2 separate regions of the Mus musculus genome follow, and region 1 is linked to region 2. Evidence: chromatin contacts called from public promoter capture Hi-C data. All regions are on one chromosome and are shown on one strand. Each heading gives the region's core, a stretch centred on a gene start, on an enhancer-like site or on the middle of the called end of the contact. The rest is flanking DNA. Distances are from core to core; before and after follow the strand shown.

Region 1 (7,600 bases), core at 3,721-6,220, 560 kb after region 2:
ATTTCCCCCCTAAGCCAAGGTTAAAGCCCACTCATCTACGGATGAGAAAATCATTTGATCACCTCAGTTAAGCGTGGCCTTATTAAACTTAATTAATAGGGGGGAAGAGAGGTTGGAGACCATACTGTTGGAAGGGCAAGCCCTTCACTGCCTCCTATCCTAAAAAGCTAATTGGCCTTGTACTACAGAGCTGGACATCATCCCCTCCTTCCTGTTCCCCGTCTGTCATCCAAGAATGCAGAGAAGGATCCATGTGCTCTCCTTTAGTGTTATCTTATTATAGTACTTTTAAAAATCAAATTCTGATACAGTTAAGTCTTCACCAGAGTTCCAATGTCCTGGTATGACCGTGAAATTCAGTAGGAATTCAGCAAAGAAGTTACTAGGACAGAAAGGACAGTCTTATCCAAATAAGGGTTTACCATGAGAAAAGTTAGGGATTCCCACTGAGACAGGTTTCTTCATTGGACCCTAAGAATTCAGGCAAAATTATAGAGCATAAATAAATTTTTTGCCTAAGTCCAGTTTTGTTTAATATTATTTAAAGGGGGGAAATGTTACCTCCTTCCAGCCTAGCAAGGCTGGCTGTGACCATCTGCTGCATAAGCAGCGGCGCCACCTGCTGTGCTGCTCCTTTGATGTGCCACTACCTGCCTGAGGCCCAACCTGCCTGAGGCCTCTGTTCCAAGACTTTCTGGAGTTAGCACCAAACTGCGATTTACTATAAGGCTGACCTATCGACTTCAAAGGAACTTTGCTTGGCCAGGGATGGGCCTCCCCTTTTCTTTATAAAGCGTGTTTGCTGACATTAAAATGGAACCTTGAGCAGAGCCTTGTCTTGGTTCCATCCTTACCTCGTGCTGCCTAGCTCCTCTTCTCTTCCAGGTTTCCAAAATGCCTTTCCAGGCTAAAACCCAGACCTGTGATCTACTGGCCGGATACAACATCTATCTAATCTAATCTAATCTAATCTAATCTAATCTTATCTTATCTTATCCAATCTAATCTATTATCTATCAACTATCCATCTCTCATCTACCTATTATCTATCTATCTATCTATCTATCTATCTATCTATCTATCTATCTATCTATCTGTCTATCTATCTATCATCTATTCCTATTCATCTGCCCAAAGATATATCATGATACAATTAGTTCTCATATATGTGACAAGTGGAATAGCTTAAATTTCCATTAGCAGGGGAAGGTCTAAATGATATGTGTCATACATGTAAACAAATGCAACATTACTATGCAATCAACAGAATGCACTGCAGGCTCCTTTAGCCACATTAGTGGATTTCACAGATAGATATGCTATACAACAGAAGCTAGGAACAGATGAAATATAACTGATATTCTTTTATATTTCTTTAAAAATACTATAGTTTCTTTATTTTCATTAATTTATTTATTCACTTTACACCCTGATCACAACCTGCTCCCTTCTTCTACCAGTCTCCCCTCATAGAGGCCCTCCCCATATCCTTCCTTCCCTTCTCCCTTGAGAAAGTGGGAGTATCCTACCTTGGGTATCAACTCACCCTGTCACATAAAGTCACAGCAAGACTAAACACATCCTCTCCCAATGAGGTCAGACAAGGGGAACCAGATCCAAAGGCAGGCAACAGAGTTAGGATCAGCCCCCAGTCCAGCTGTTGGGAACCTGCATGAAGACCAAGCTGCACATCTGTTACATATGTGCTGGTGTCTAGGTCTGGACCAGGCTTGCTGTTTGGTTGGTGGTTCAGTCTCTGAGAGCCCCAAGTTAGTTGACTCTGTTGGTCTTCTTGTGGGGCTCTGATACCTTCTAGGTCCCTTAATCCTTCCCCCAACAAGACACCCTGAGCTCCAAGCTGGGTGGAGTCTCTCAGAGGACAGTTATGCTAGGCTTCTCTCTGCAAGTATAACAGAGTATCATGAATAGTTTCAAGGACTGGCTCTTGCTGGATTGGGTCTCAAGCTGGGTCTGTTACGGCTTGGCTGTTTCCTCAGTTTCTGCTCCATCTCTGTCCCTGAACTTCTTATAGGCACGATAAATTGTGGGTGGAAGGTTTTGTGGGTGAGTTTTTGTATTTTTATGGCATAGTTATTTTGCCTGCTTGTGCCTGTTAGCCACATGGATGTAGTTCTCATGAAGCCAGAAGAGGGCATCAGATCCCTGAATAACAGAATGTTGTCATCCAACAAGAAGTTTCTGGAAGCAAGTCTTGGTCCAATGGAAAAGGAGCTGATGCTCTTAAGAGCCAAGCAATCTCTCTGTCCTCTTTTATACTCCCTAGTAAAAAACCTTCTTCAGATTCCAAGTTGATAGACATCAATTCTAGAATATTAGAAAGCATACAGAAAAGTTATTAATCACAATAACTGTTTTTTGAAAACAATGAAAATTTATTAATTTCAACCTGACTTGTATGTAATGCACATGATATGGCCACATGACATTTAAAATTATCACGTAGTCTAGTCCCATATGTTTTGCTTTAGTGGAAATCTATGTATTTTAGGTTTAATGGAAAAAAAATATCTATCTCATCAATACTTTACTAAATTTATTCCCCTACTCTAAATCTCATAGTAACTTGATTATTTTCAATTTAGTCCTTTTATGAATGTTGAACAAGGACATAAGCTATTGATCTGCATTTTAACATATTATTTATAGTTCTAAAATCAGGGACTGGAGAAATGGTACAGTGGTTAAGAGTGGTTGCTATGAAGTCTTGGGAGCAGTGTTTGTATCCTAGCACCCATAGGATACACCTAGGACTCACATGAATGCTGGTCATTATACCCCCAAGTGATTAGACACATTCTTCTGGTACACCCAGCATATATACACAAGTACTTATTTGAAACAAATGTTGCAAACTGATCTAAGAAGTGAATGTTATAGTAGTTTTTAAGTCATGTTACATATTGCAGAAAACAAAAATCCAGTAACTGCCAGTTCTTTATCAACCACTAAGCACTATTCCATGCTGTCTCCTTTACTATATTTCAGGGTTACACTTGTGAAAATGATAATAGAAAAATACATGAAAAAATTTACAGTGAGTAATTTCAAAAAGAAGACACCAAACCCTACACTGTTGCTGCGGCCACTTGCTGACAGGAACCTGGTATGGCTGCTCCTTGGGAGGTCTGGCCTACAACTGACCAGTGCAGATGTAATGCTCGGAGCCAACCATCAGACAATTTAGGGACCCCGTGAGGAACCTGACAGAAGGACTGGAGGAGCAGGGGGGATTGCAACCCCATAGGAAAAACAACATAGGCTGGCTGGACTATCCAGTGTTCCCAGAGGCTAGACCACCAACCAAGGAATGTACAGGGAGGGATCTATGACTCCAGATACATATGTAGTAGAGGATGGACTTGCCTGACAGCAGTGGGAGGGGAGGACCTTGGTCTCAAGGAGGTTTGAAGGCCCAGCACAGGGAGTTGCTGAATCTGTAGGGTGGGAGAGGGTGGGTGGGAGAGCACCCTCATGGAGGCAAAGGGGGGGAGGAGAGGGTTGATGTGGGATGGGGGGTTTTGTGGAGGGGTAGCTGGGAAGTGAGATATCATTTGAGATGTAAATGAATGGAATGATTAATAAAAAATTTCAGTTTTAGTTGTTGATATCTTTGTTTTTAAAAAAATTCTGAGAAGACTAAATTCAGTTCATGAACTATTTTTCCATTAATTATTTATTCACTTTATATCCTGATCACTACCCACCTGCTCCCCCTTTTATACTGTCTCTACCCCTCCCATTCTCTTCTGAGAGGGTGGCGGTATCCTGGGTATCCCCCTACCTCTGGCACATCAAGTTTCTGCATTGCTAGATGTATTCTCTCCCAGGAGGCCAGACAAGGTAGCCCAGATAGGGAAACAGACTACACAGGCAACAGTTTTAAGGAACATTCCCGTTCCAGTTATTGGGACCCACATGAGACACAAGCTGTACTTCTACTATGTGTGTGTGTGTGTGTGTGTGTGTGTGTGTGTGTGTGCTAGGTTGAGTCTGAGTATGCTCTTTAGTTGATAGTTCAGTCTCTGAGAGCCCCCAAGTATCCAGTTTAGCTGACTCTCTTGGTCTTCTTATAGGGTTTCTACCCTCTTCAGGACTCTCAATCCTTCCCTCAACTCTTCCATAAGAGTCCCTGAGCTCCATCCAAAGTTTGGCTGTGGGCCTCTGCACCTGTTTTAGTCTGATGCTGGATGGAGCCTTTCAGAGGACAGTTATGCTAGCTTCCTTCCTGTCTGCAACCATAACATAACATCTTTCAGGGACTGATACTTGCCCATGGGATGGGAATCAAGTTGAGCTGGATATTCCTTGGCCATTCCCTCAGTTTCTGCTCCATCTTATCTTTGCATTTCTTGTAGACAGGGAAAATTTTGAGTCAAAGTTTTTTGGGTGGTTTGATGCCCCTATCACTTTAAGTGCTCAAGTGTGGCTTCTTTTTTCTTTATGTTTACAGGGCATGCAGTAACTCATGATTTTCAGTGATGCATGTTCAAGTAGAGGCTTCATAATGGCCAAATGAAAATAAGTATCTTCAGTATTATAATTGTTCAACCAATCTCTTCTTTAATAGTATTTAATATATGAGATAAAGAAGAGAAAAACCACAGTAAACACGTACTTTATCTTATATAGTACTTTATTTGAAATTTATCCTTTATATGAAAATGAGTGGCTTGCGTTCTTATTTGTGGAATACTGCTTTAAATTTCTGACTCCTCCCTTGTGTTGGTGTCCATTAGACAGACAATAGTAGTATTTAAAACAGTAGGCACACAACAGTACTGTTAACCATTAGCCAGACAGTAGCACTGATTAATCATTAGCTGGATAGCAGATAGTTAAACATTAGCCAGTGAGTAGGCATGGCTAACTGCCAGAAAGGGAGTGTCCCTTGTTAACCATTAGACAGGAAGTTGATAGACGATGTTTACCCACTTCCGCTTCAGGGCAACAGAATACTCAGGAAGTGCTTAGCCAGGGGAGTGAGAGACAATGAGCTCCAAACAGCACTGTGTCAAACTAAATGATGGCCACTTAATTCCTGCCCTGGGCTTTGGCACCTATAAACCCAAGGAGGTAAGAATACAGGATTGTCAGTATCTCAGGCTAGAGCTAATCCGTGTACAAGAGAACAGAAAGTTAGGTTTGCCCTGCATCAGGGTCTGATTGTGTATCCCCTGCTTGCTGATTGTTCTTGATAAATAGAGGTTACAGCAGCACTTGAAATTGGTGGCTGTGGTTGGGAGACCTAGCTATATTCATGCTTGCTTTTCTCTGAGGAAGACCCCTGTTCCTGGTGAATCAGTAGGGAGGCATGCTGAAGGGGAACAAAGGGGGGCAAACTCTAAAGACATTTTCTCCTGTGGTAGGTGTTAGTGCAGCATATAATGAAGCTATAGGGTACATGTCTCAGTAGCACTAGAACATTTACTATAACTCAGCAAGCGAATTCAGGGACAGGGAGAAAGTTTATCTTCCTTGTTATTTTTACTGTCTGACTGGGAATCTGGTCTTGGTAGGATTTGACTCTTTTTGTTTTTGTTTTTGTTTTTATTTTTATTTTTGTTTGTATTTCCCCTTGGATTTACTTTTCTGGCCTAGGCATGTCTGTGAATCTACTGTTCCCATTTGGGACCTTCCAGCTCTAAGAGTGAACTTGGCTGTGAGCTCCAGGCTTAAAGGGACAGACCCATGACCTAACAATTCTGGGCACTATGCTTTTCTTGTATCCATGCTTCAAAGATTGATAGAGGAGAAGAAAGTCACCAGATTGCCTATCAGCTTTCTTGGTTGCAGTGTGGGAGGGGAGTTCTCTTTATGTCCATAACCTACAACATAATTTTTCATTGCAAAAAGGCAAAATGCCGGAAATGAACATTCAGGGTGGCTTCCTGTATGTTCTCAAATCTGTGGGTTGGAACCCCAAACTCATTTTATGTCTGGGGATCACCACAGCATGAGGCAATGAATTAAAGTGTTGCAGCATTAGGAAGGTTGGGAACCAATGTCGGAGACTAAGGCATGAAACAAATATTTGCAAATACTTTGGTTTTGTTTCAGGGTAGCCATCAGCATCTCACAGTGGATGTTTACCAGAACTAAGTGAGATCTCCCATGTATAACTCTCAACTGTGGAAAACTTTCTGGAATTTTATAGTGAATCATTATGATGGGGAGAAAGAGGACCTAGTAAAGATAAATGTGAGTTATTGGTATTCATTAGTGTATTTTGGATTTAGAACATGGTTGTCCTCAGAACAAAAAACATCAAGTGGACTGTTTGCAAACCTGGAGGGACTTTCTTGTTTTCTATTCCTCCTGATACCTTTTAAATGTGTGGCAAAGGATCTCTTCCCTTGACTTCAAATGTGTCCATCTCCTTCCTGTTAGACTCCAGAGAAATCTGGAGATCTACACAGGATTTGTTACTTTTGCAAAGTTGCACAATATCAAGAATAGGTCAAGGCCACTACTGGAGCCTCAGCTTTGATAACTCACGGTGTCCTTACTCTTGGATAAGGCAGGGCTCGTTTCCAGATAAGGTGGTAGAAGCCAGAACTTAATCACTGTCTTTTATCGTGAAAAGATAACTGTAGAGATTCTTAGGACAATGAAAAAGCTACTCTCATTTACTTTTTCAACCCTTTGTAAGTATTGTATGATTGTATGTGTCTTTGTGTGTTGTGAACAATGTCTGAGGAAGTAAGAGGTCAAAGCTGCCCTCCAATGCTCATGCTTTATCTGTGTGAACCCAGTGTCTCACCGAGTCTGTTGTGCTCAGGGGTGAGCTGCAGGGCTCACCTTGATGCTTCCTCCTCATGCACTGAGTCTGCATGCCATACTCTGCTTTACAAGAGAGCTGGGTTCCAAACTAAGATACCAAAGTTGTCTGCAAGGGTGTTACTGAGTGAGACATCTCCCCAGCCCACACCCTAAACCTTTAACAAAACCCCAGTCATATCATTATTCAAATCTGGCAGCCAAGGCAATAATTTTAGGTTTAATTCTAGCCATGTCTTTTTAAAACAAATAATCTTGGATTGAAGAGGCTGATACCGAAATAAATAACCTCTAACATGATGTAGTTAAGGTACTTTAAATAAGGATATACTCTTACATTAGATGCTTTTTTCTGTCTGTATTTAGATCTCTCAGAAAAAGAGAATGGATATGTAGAAAGACTAACATAGGACAGTACTTTCTCTCCAAGTCCCTATTATTAACCTGGCCTTGCTTGGTATCTGTGATCTTTGCATTTGCATCCTTTTGTAACAGTGTCTTAGCTGGGAGTAGAAGGAGTGTCTGTGTAATTGTCCTGTCCCAAGAAGACTTCCTTGTGTTCAGTTTGCTTAGTCATCCTACTACACACATTTAGTGTGACTTTCTAGCAGGCCACTGAAGCCAGGGTGAGCATCCATCAGTGCTAGTGAGTAACCAGGATTGCATAGGTATAGACAGGCTCTTGGATGCAAAAGTCTTGCTGTTAATTAAAAGACCATGAGAAAGCAATTTTGCCTCATTAGCTCAAACATGAGACAAAATATGGGCAAACACTGATTCTGTGAAGATACTTTTACTTTTC
Region 2 (7,443 bases), core at 22-2,521:
GGATTCTCAGAGCTCAAGAAAAACTGGGCAATGTAAGCTGTCATTCATAATTCCAGCAGTCTTGCACCGTGATGGGAGGAGGAAGTGGACGGCTCTCTGAGAGCCCACAGGCCTGCCAGGTGCAGCGGTGAATAGGAGACCCCGTCTCAAACAAATCAGAAGGTCCTCAAGGACTAACACGGACTGTATCCTCTGACCTGCAAACACACATGTAGTCACATACACTCACATATACATCAAACAAAGCAAAACCAAAACAAATGCCCCTGCAAAACAAAACAAACAAAAACAAAACCACAAGAGCCAAAATTTGATAAACAAATGGCCAAATAGATACAGATCCTTTTACTAAAAGATTTGGAATTTTATTCCAAGGTTTATTCCAGAAGTTCGGGTTCCCAACAGATACCATTCAAGGTCTCCTAAACCTGTGGTCCAAGGTGCAGATGAAGTTTCCGGCCATCCAAGCATCCTTACCTCAAAGGATGACTTCTAGTGCTATTTCCAGTGATTCTGATGTTATCATGTTCAAGTCACGTTGTATTTCCTCCGTGAGCCTCTGTACTGGTCAAGATGAGAGTGTCTCCCAAGTATCTCACGTTTTTGGTTGACCTGGAACCCCCTGGGAAGACTGGTTTCTCCTTTCTGCTAGGTTGCTCATAGAGCTCCAACTCCTTCTGCTAAACTGGTTAGTGAAACACCTGATTAAAACCATTCACCAAGAAACGTGGTTTTCTTCAATGAATACCAGCTATTTGAAAGTTAAGATTTATTTTGAAAGAAAGAAAGAGAGGGAGGGAGAGAGGAAGGGAGGGAGAGAGAGAGAGAGAGAGAGAGAGAGAGAGAGAGAGAGGAAAGAAAGAAAGAAGTTAGGCATTTTGATCACCATCTTCAGTGAAAACGTTTTCTTCAAAGTTTCAGGCATGAAGAGACTGAATACTTTGCTCAGCGGGATCAGTGTAAACCACAGAAGGCCAGTTTTGGCAGCTAAACACTTTTTGCACATGGGCACGCGTTTGAGGAGCTAAACATTTTGCATACGAACGTATCTTTTAGCTAGGACACCGGGATTTAAGCTTTTCTGCCAAACACAGGAGTTGTTAATGGACGTATATTCACTGGTGTCAACACGGACACATATTTTGCACTCTTCTGATTTGCATGTCACCCTTCAGCAGTGACAGCGGAGTGGGGACGCTCAGGTGGCACGCGGCGGATACAGAAACTACAACTCCCAGCGGTGGCCATGGTAGCAATCAGGCCCCGCCCAGCGGCCTGCGCTCCGGGGTAGGTCTCGGTTTAGGTCCCGGCTCAGGTCCCAGAGCTCTGAGTCACAAGGCCGGTAGACAGGGGAGCCCAGCGGGCGAGCAGCATGGAGCCGCGCGCCGGGGACGGCTGCTTCCTGGGAGATGTGGGTACGTGTTTCGCGCCGCAACCGCCAAGGACACCACACCGGGGCTGGAGTCAGGACCAGGAGATCAGCACTTGGGGACAGAGCAAGCTCATGGGTGGCCTTTGTCCCAGAGATGGGCATCGCGCGCCGTTCCAAGTTGGTGGTCAGAGGCGTTGGGGTGGGGTGTAGTGATTCGAGTAGGGCCCGGACGATCCTGGTCATCTCAGACCGACGTTTAATGTCTGTCGCCCTGTTTCTAGCCGGTGCACTGTGCAGCTGGTCTTCTCTGTGATGCACCAGGTATGGGATTCAGAACCGCCAGTCTACCAGAGCACCGCACACTTTGGGGAGCATGCGGGGTCGTTGCCCAATTCACCCGCAGAGTCTGGAAAGTGTACACTGGTTGGCAGCCTCATCCGGAGCCTACTGCGGTCACTGCACCACGTTTGGTGCAGTGAATTGCTTGCGGGGCTTAAAGCATCCTACACATACCCTGTAGGTTGCAGCAGCTGCAACCAGGGAGTCTGCTCCAGAATGAGGTCATGGCCCAACACTGGGACATACCTGGTGCTGAAGAAGTGTCCTCTGTACCTTTGGGCTGTTTTAATCCATAAAATGAATTTGAAGGCAAAGGAGCATTCTTTGGAGAAGTACATTTTTTTTCTTGTTTACAAAATAATAATATGGTAAATAGAAAGGACAATGACATTGTGCTTCAATAGCTTGAAAATAAATAGAAGAAAGAAAGCCAAAATGTTCCTTTATGTGAGTTAAAAAAAAAGTAATGTAAGCCGGGCATGATGGCGCACGCCTTTAATCCCAGCACATGGGAGGCAGAGGCAGGAGGATTTCTGAGTTCGAGGACAGCCTGGTCTACAAAGTGTGTTCCAGGACAGCCAGGGCTACCCAGAGAAACTCTGTCTCAAAAACCAAAAAAAAAAAGTAATGTAAAGAAAATCGAGTTAATTTAGCTGCAATTTATTATGATTGTAATTACAATCATAACAAGGTAGATAGATCTTTTAATTGATTTCTTCAAAACAAACTCCTTCAGAACAATCAAAGCCTCTTTAATAAGCACCTGTTTTTCTTGGCACCCTTGGCTGGCACAAGACTTTGACCCTGATAGCGTGGTCACTATTTGATTCGTGTGACTAGGCAGTGGATGGCTAACCACAGAAGCCTACTAAGCATACATTTTTTTGTTCAGATAGGGGTTAGTCTGGCATCAGAGCCTGGCATGAGGGCTCTTACCTGTAATCCTAACCCTCAGAAAGTAGAGACAGTGGGGCTGTGAGTTCTAGGCCAACCTAGGCTATATGTCACAATATTTTCTCTAAATATTTTTTAAAAACACCACTCCCAAGTATATTTTCTGCATAGCTTGTGGAGAAATCTTTTTTTTTTTTTTCCTAGACGGGGTTTCTCTGTGTAGCCCTGGCTGTCCTGGAACTCACTCTGTAGACCAGGCTGGCCTCGAACTCATAAATTCGCCTGCCTCTGCCTCCCGAGTGCTGGGATTAAAGGCATGCGCCATCACTGCCCAATGAAAATCATATTCTTGATTAGCGGGTGTTAGGGTTCTTGGCTATTTTTGACACTGTAATTTAAAAAATTTAATATGTGTCCCCAAAAATGTGCCCTGCTGGTATTTGTATTTCTGGCTTAAACTGAAGGTGCTGGATCCAAAACAGTACCACTGTTCCAGTAAAAGTGGAACCCACCACAGGGAACTTTAACTGTAATATTCTGACTTCTAATATTATATTCCTGCTGAATGGTAACCAGAATATTTATGTATAGCACTTTTAGATTACTTTCATTTGCTTATGTAATTTTCTCTCGATTTCATGAGGTCTTTTTTTTTTTTTTTTTTTCCTCGAGACAGGGTTTCTCTGTGTAGCCCTGGCTGTCCTGGAACTCACTTTGTATACCAAGCTGGCCTCGAACTCAGAAATCCGCCTGCCTCTGCCTCTGCCTCCTGAGTGCTGGGATTAAAGGCCTGTGCCACCACACCTTGGCTTCATGAGGTCTTTGGAGAGAAAGGAAAGAAAAGATCTTCCATGTGTTATTAGGAACCCTCTGGCTTTACCATTTTTATCCCTGTGACATGTTCAGTCTTAGCAAGGATTCAGGATGCTTTTCAAGGCTTAGAATGAAACTTTGAATGGTTAGAATGAAAACGTGGGGCTGGTGAGATGGCTCATCGGTTAAGAGCACTGACTGCTCTTCCGAAGGTCCTGAGTTTGAATCCCAGCAACCACATGGTTGCTCACAACCATCTGTAATGAGATCTGACTCCCTCTTCTGGAGTGTCTGAAGACAGCTACAGTGTACTTACATATAATAAATAAATAAATCTTTAAAAAAAAGAAATTGTTTAATAAAAACAGGAATTCAAAGAGAACTTGTTGACAAACAAGCTTGAAAGCATACCGGAGGCCGAAAAAGTTTAAAGAAAATAATAGTCAAGTAATAAACACGTTTATGAACAAAACAGCACGTTAATATCTTTTCTGTAACATGGCCCTGTGAAAAGTCACCTCCTTCACAAGAAAACTAAGGTGGCTGGTTGCCAATGAAGCCTTTTCTCAAGTTCTTCAGAATGAAGAAAATAAGCCAGGCCTGAAAGTTCTTACTGGTAATCTCAGCTAGGTGGCCCAGATACGCTGTGAATTTAAGGCCAGCTCAGGCTACTACCAAGGACCTCTCTCAAAAAGTAAAAAAACAAACAAGAAAAGATACTTGGCTTGAAGCCCAGGCTCGCTGTGTTTTGTGATCGAACTGTGGGAACTAAGGGAGTGTACCCTCACTTAATAAACATACCAGGATGACTAAAGGCAGGGAAGGAGGGCGATCACGTGTTCTAGGTGTTCTAAGTGAGCTCCTTTTCAGCAGGGAGAGGAGTCGCTCTTTCTGCGCCCCGCCCGCCTGTCCGCCCGGTTTGGTTTCCTTGTTCTTTTAACTTAGTTGCCAATCTGTTTCACTTTCCCCTACTCTCTTTCACTTTCTTTTCTTTACTTAGTCTTTCAAGTTGCTGCTCCCTGCCCCTCTTTGAAGGCAAACATTTTATTTTATTTTTTACCTCATTGTATGTTTTTAAAAAAAATATAGACTGTGGGAGTAGTTGGGTTGGTCAGCAGGGGGAGGGGGAGGGGGAGGGGATAGCAGAGGGGATAACATTTGAAATGTAAATAAAGAAAATATCTAAAAAACAACATAGACTGAAACAATAAGGCAATATTGCCCCCCCCCCCCTTACATTGAGTGCCTTTTAAAGTCACATCACAGGTCATTTGTATCGTGTTTTATTTTGTTTTGTTTTGTCAAAGACTATTTTGGAGATTCATAATTAAAACATCTAAAAAGATACGCTTGAGAACTATCTTAAAAGCTAACAAAAGCGCCCACATTTAAAGTAAGGCAGGGTTTCTCTGTGTAGCCCTGGCTGTCCTGGAACTCACTCTGTAGACCAGGCTGGCCTCGAACTCAGAAATCTGCCTGCCTTTGCCTCCCCAGTGCTGGGATCAAAGGTGTGCACTACCTCACCCGGCTTCAGGTCTGTTTAAATACAGACTGTACAATTAAAGCTGGATGCTGATGATCAATAGCACTGTCTACTTTGGGCCGTTCTCGGGCACATATATTATGTTTAGTGGTCGTAGGATCCTGAAGAACAGGCACTGCCATCTGTACAGTGGGGAGGAGGGTAAACCCTCAGTGTACAGAGATAACCAACCTCAGGAAGAGGCTGGTCTGTTCCTTCGCCTGTACCAATGCTTGTGTTCTTTGACTGCCTTTGTAAGGAGGTTTGGGAAAGTAAAGGGGTCATACATTTGGCTCTCCCTGCTGTGTGTGTGTGTGTCAGTTGTATAATATCTCTGAAGTCCTCAGCTCTAGAATTCATTGTTAGTGACACAAATCTTAGTTTTCCAAAGCTTTGGGGATAAGTCACTCAGGACCCTGGACTTTTCCCTGAGAGCTAAATAAAGATAAGTGTGTCTTGAAGCATCCCCTACAGCATCTTGTTCCCAATCATAGGCATTCAGTTCTTTCCTGGTGGTATCCCCGCATGTGTAGCTGGCCCCTTCTGTATCTATATTTATTTATCTTCATTTGCTTATTTGTTTTTCTAGATAGGATTTGTCTGGGTAACAGATCTGACTGTGCTGGGAACTAGCTCTGTAGATGAGGCTGGCCTTGAACTCACAGAGATCTACCTGCCTCTGCCTCTCAAGTGTTGGGATTACAAGTGTGTGCAGGCAGACCCCCTTACCCCATTAAATACTTTTATTTTTAGTTATTACATGGTGCGTGTGTGTGTGTAAATTCAATGCCTACATCAGACCTCCTGCTGTTGGAGTTAAAGGCAGTTATAAGAGACTTGGGAACCAAACTCAGGTCCTCTGGAAGAGTACTATGTTCTCTTAACCACGGAGGCATCTCTTCAGATCCAAGCACACCCTGTTTTATGCAATGCTGGGGGTTAAGCCAAGCTTTGTGCATGTAGTCAAGCTCTCTACCAACTGAGCTTCAACTCTAACCTTCACATCCCCTTCAGTGACTTACTTGGAATAAGATTGCTGATTCATATCACATCGAAGAAGGCATCCCTGAGGTTTGACCCCCATTCACAGTCACAATGATGGAGCACTTTGCCCTGATTATGTCCTTGGTGGGTTTGAAGATGCTCTCTTTTTGGAATGGGCTGCTTCCTACTGAGAGATGACAGGGCTGGAGAGAAGCAGTTTCAGTCACAGCCACGATCCCTGTCAACGTTAAGGTCAAGTCCAGCCCAGCACTGGACATATCTATAGTATATTGTGAAGGAGGGTCTCTAGAAAGTTGGCTTGCTCTGCACCAGGCAGGATGGGGAAGGGCAGCTACAATCCTAGTTTTCTTGGACAGTAGCTGGGCCTGGACTGTACAGATTCTTCTTGAGCTCATGCAATTAAGCCCTATGTAATTAAGTGAGATGCTAAAGAAACCAACAGGGAGGAAGCAGGTAAAGAAGAGACTCTTTTGCTGCTTGTCCTGGTATGAATGCTCACACCACAGCTGCCCGGTCAGAAGAGTCCCTGCTGTTTATCTGGAGCTCACCATTTGTATGTAAAGAGTGTGGACTCCATCTCAGAGGACCAGGACCCGAGTAGATAAACAGGGTAGGAACTCAGTCTGCCAAGGACAGTGGAAGCCAGAGACAGTGATACCTATGGAGTGCTTCTCAGAGATTTCCCACTAAGGTAAAGCAGGGATTCTAGAGGAGTCAGTATGAAGTTTGCTAAGTTGAGCCAGTTGAGGTTTATTAAGATGTGATAGAATATGTTGGCCAGTTGGTCTGTCCTGGTTGGTGAACTCCAGTTTCAATGAGAGATTCCATCTCATAAGACAATAGAAAACACAATTAAGGAAGACACAGGGGATCAACCTCTGGCCTGACATACATGTGCACATATGTACACGTGAACCAGCAGCACACATACAAAAAAAATAGAAGTCCCTGGAAGACTATGACTGAAGTCCCACATGGCCATCTTATTATTTGACTCCCTAAGGAGGAGGGGAGGTGGGAGCAAGCTGGTAATGAGAGAGCAATTATATAGCAAAGATTGAGGACTGAGCCCCAGCCCCAGAGGGAGCTTGCTAAAACAGTACAGGGGCTCAGGTTTCCAATGCAGCACTATATTGAAGGGCATAATGCTGAGATTCAGAAATGGAGCAATTTATCATAACTGGGTTCTTGGCTCTGGGTTGGACCAGCCTGAAGTGAAGCCTAAGCAGCCAGCCAGTTTCCAGTTGACTGTGTTTTCTGTGTGCAGTCTTCAGGAATCTATTTAAGGTTCACATCCACATGTTATCTTTACCATACTTTTCCCCTTACCCTTCCTGATGGTTGTTACTGGTCTTTATGAAGAGAATGTCTTATTCCTCCCTGGTTTATGAACCTGGAGGAGACATCAGTGGTTCGGAGTATCTGGTGAAGCCTAGATGACAAATGTACTTCTCGGCTGTAATGCTATCTTTGTTCTGATGTCAGCGAGCGTGTTCTT

Evidence for each region. Promoter capture Hi-C pulls out the DNA fragments that hold promoters and counts their contacts.
Region 1: a promoter capture Hi-C map of liver shows a contact between it and region 2, with 3 times the contacts expected there. The contact joins the promoter of Akr1c13 here to the promoter of Asb13 in region 2.

The regions. Positions count from the first base shown.
Region 1 is chr13:4,186,217-4,193,816 of GRCm38.p6, forward strand. Akr1c13 (aldo-keto reductase family 1, member C13) reads left to right here and starts at 4,971. Exons shown (of 9, transcript NM_013778.2): 1 at 4,971-5,094. The coding sequence starts at 5,011.
Region 2 is chr13:3,632,761-3,640,203 of GRCm38.p6, forward strand. Asb13 (ankyrin repeat and SOCS box-containing 13) reads left to right here and starts at 1,272. Exons shown (of 6, transcript NM_178283.4): 1 at 1,272-1,415. The coding sequence starts at 1,373.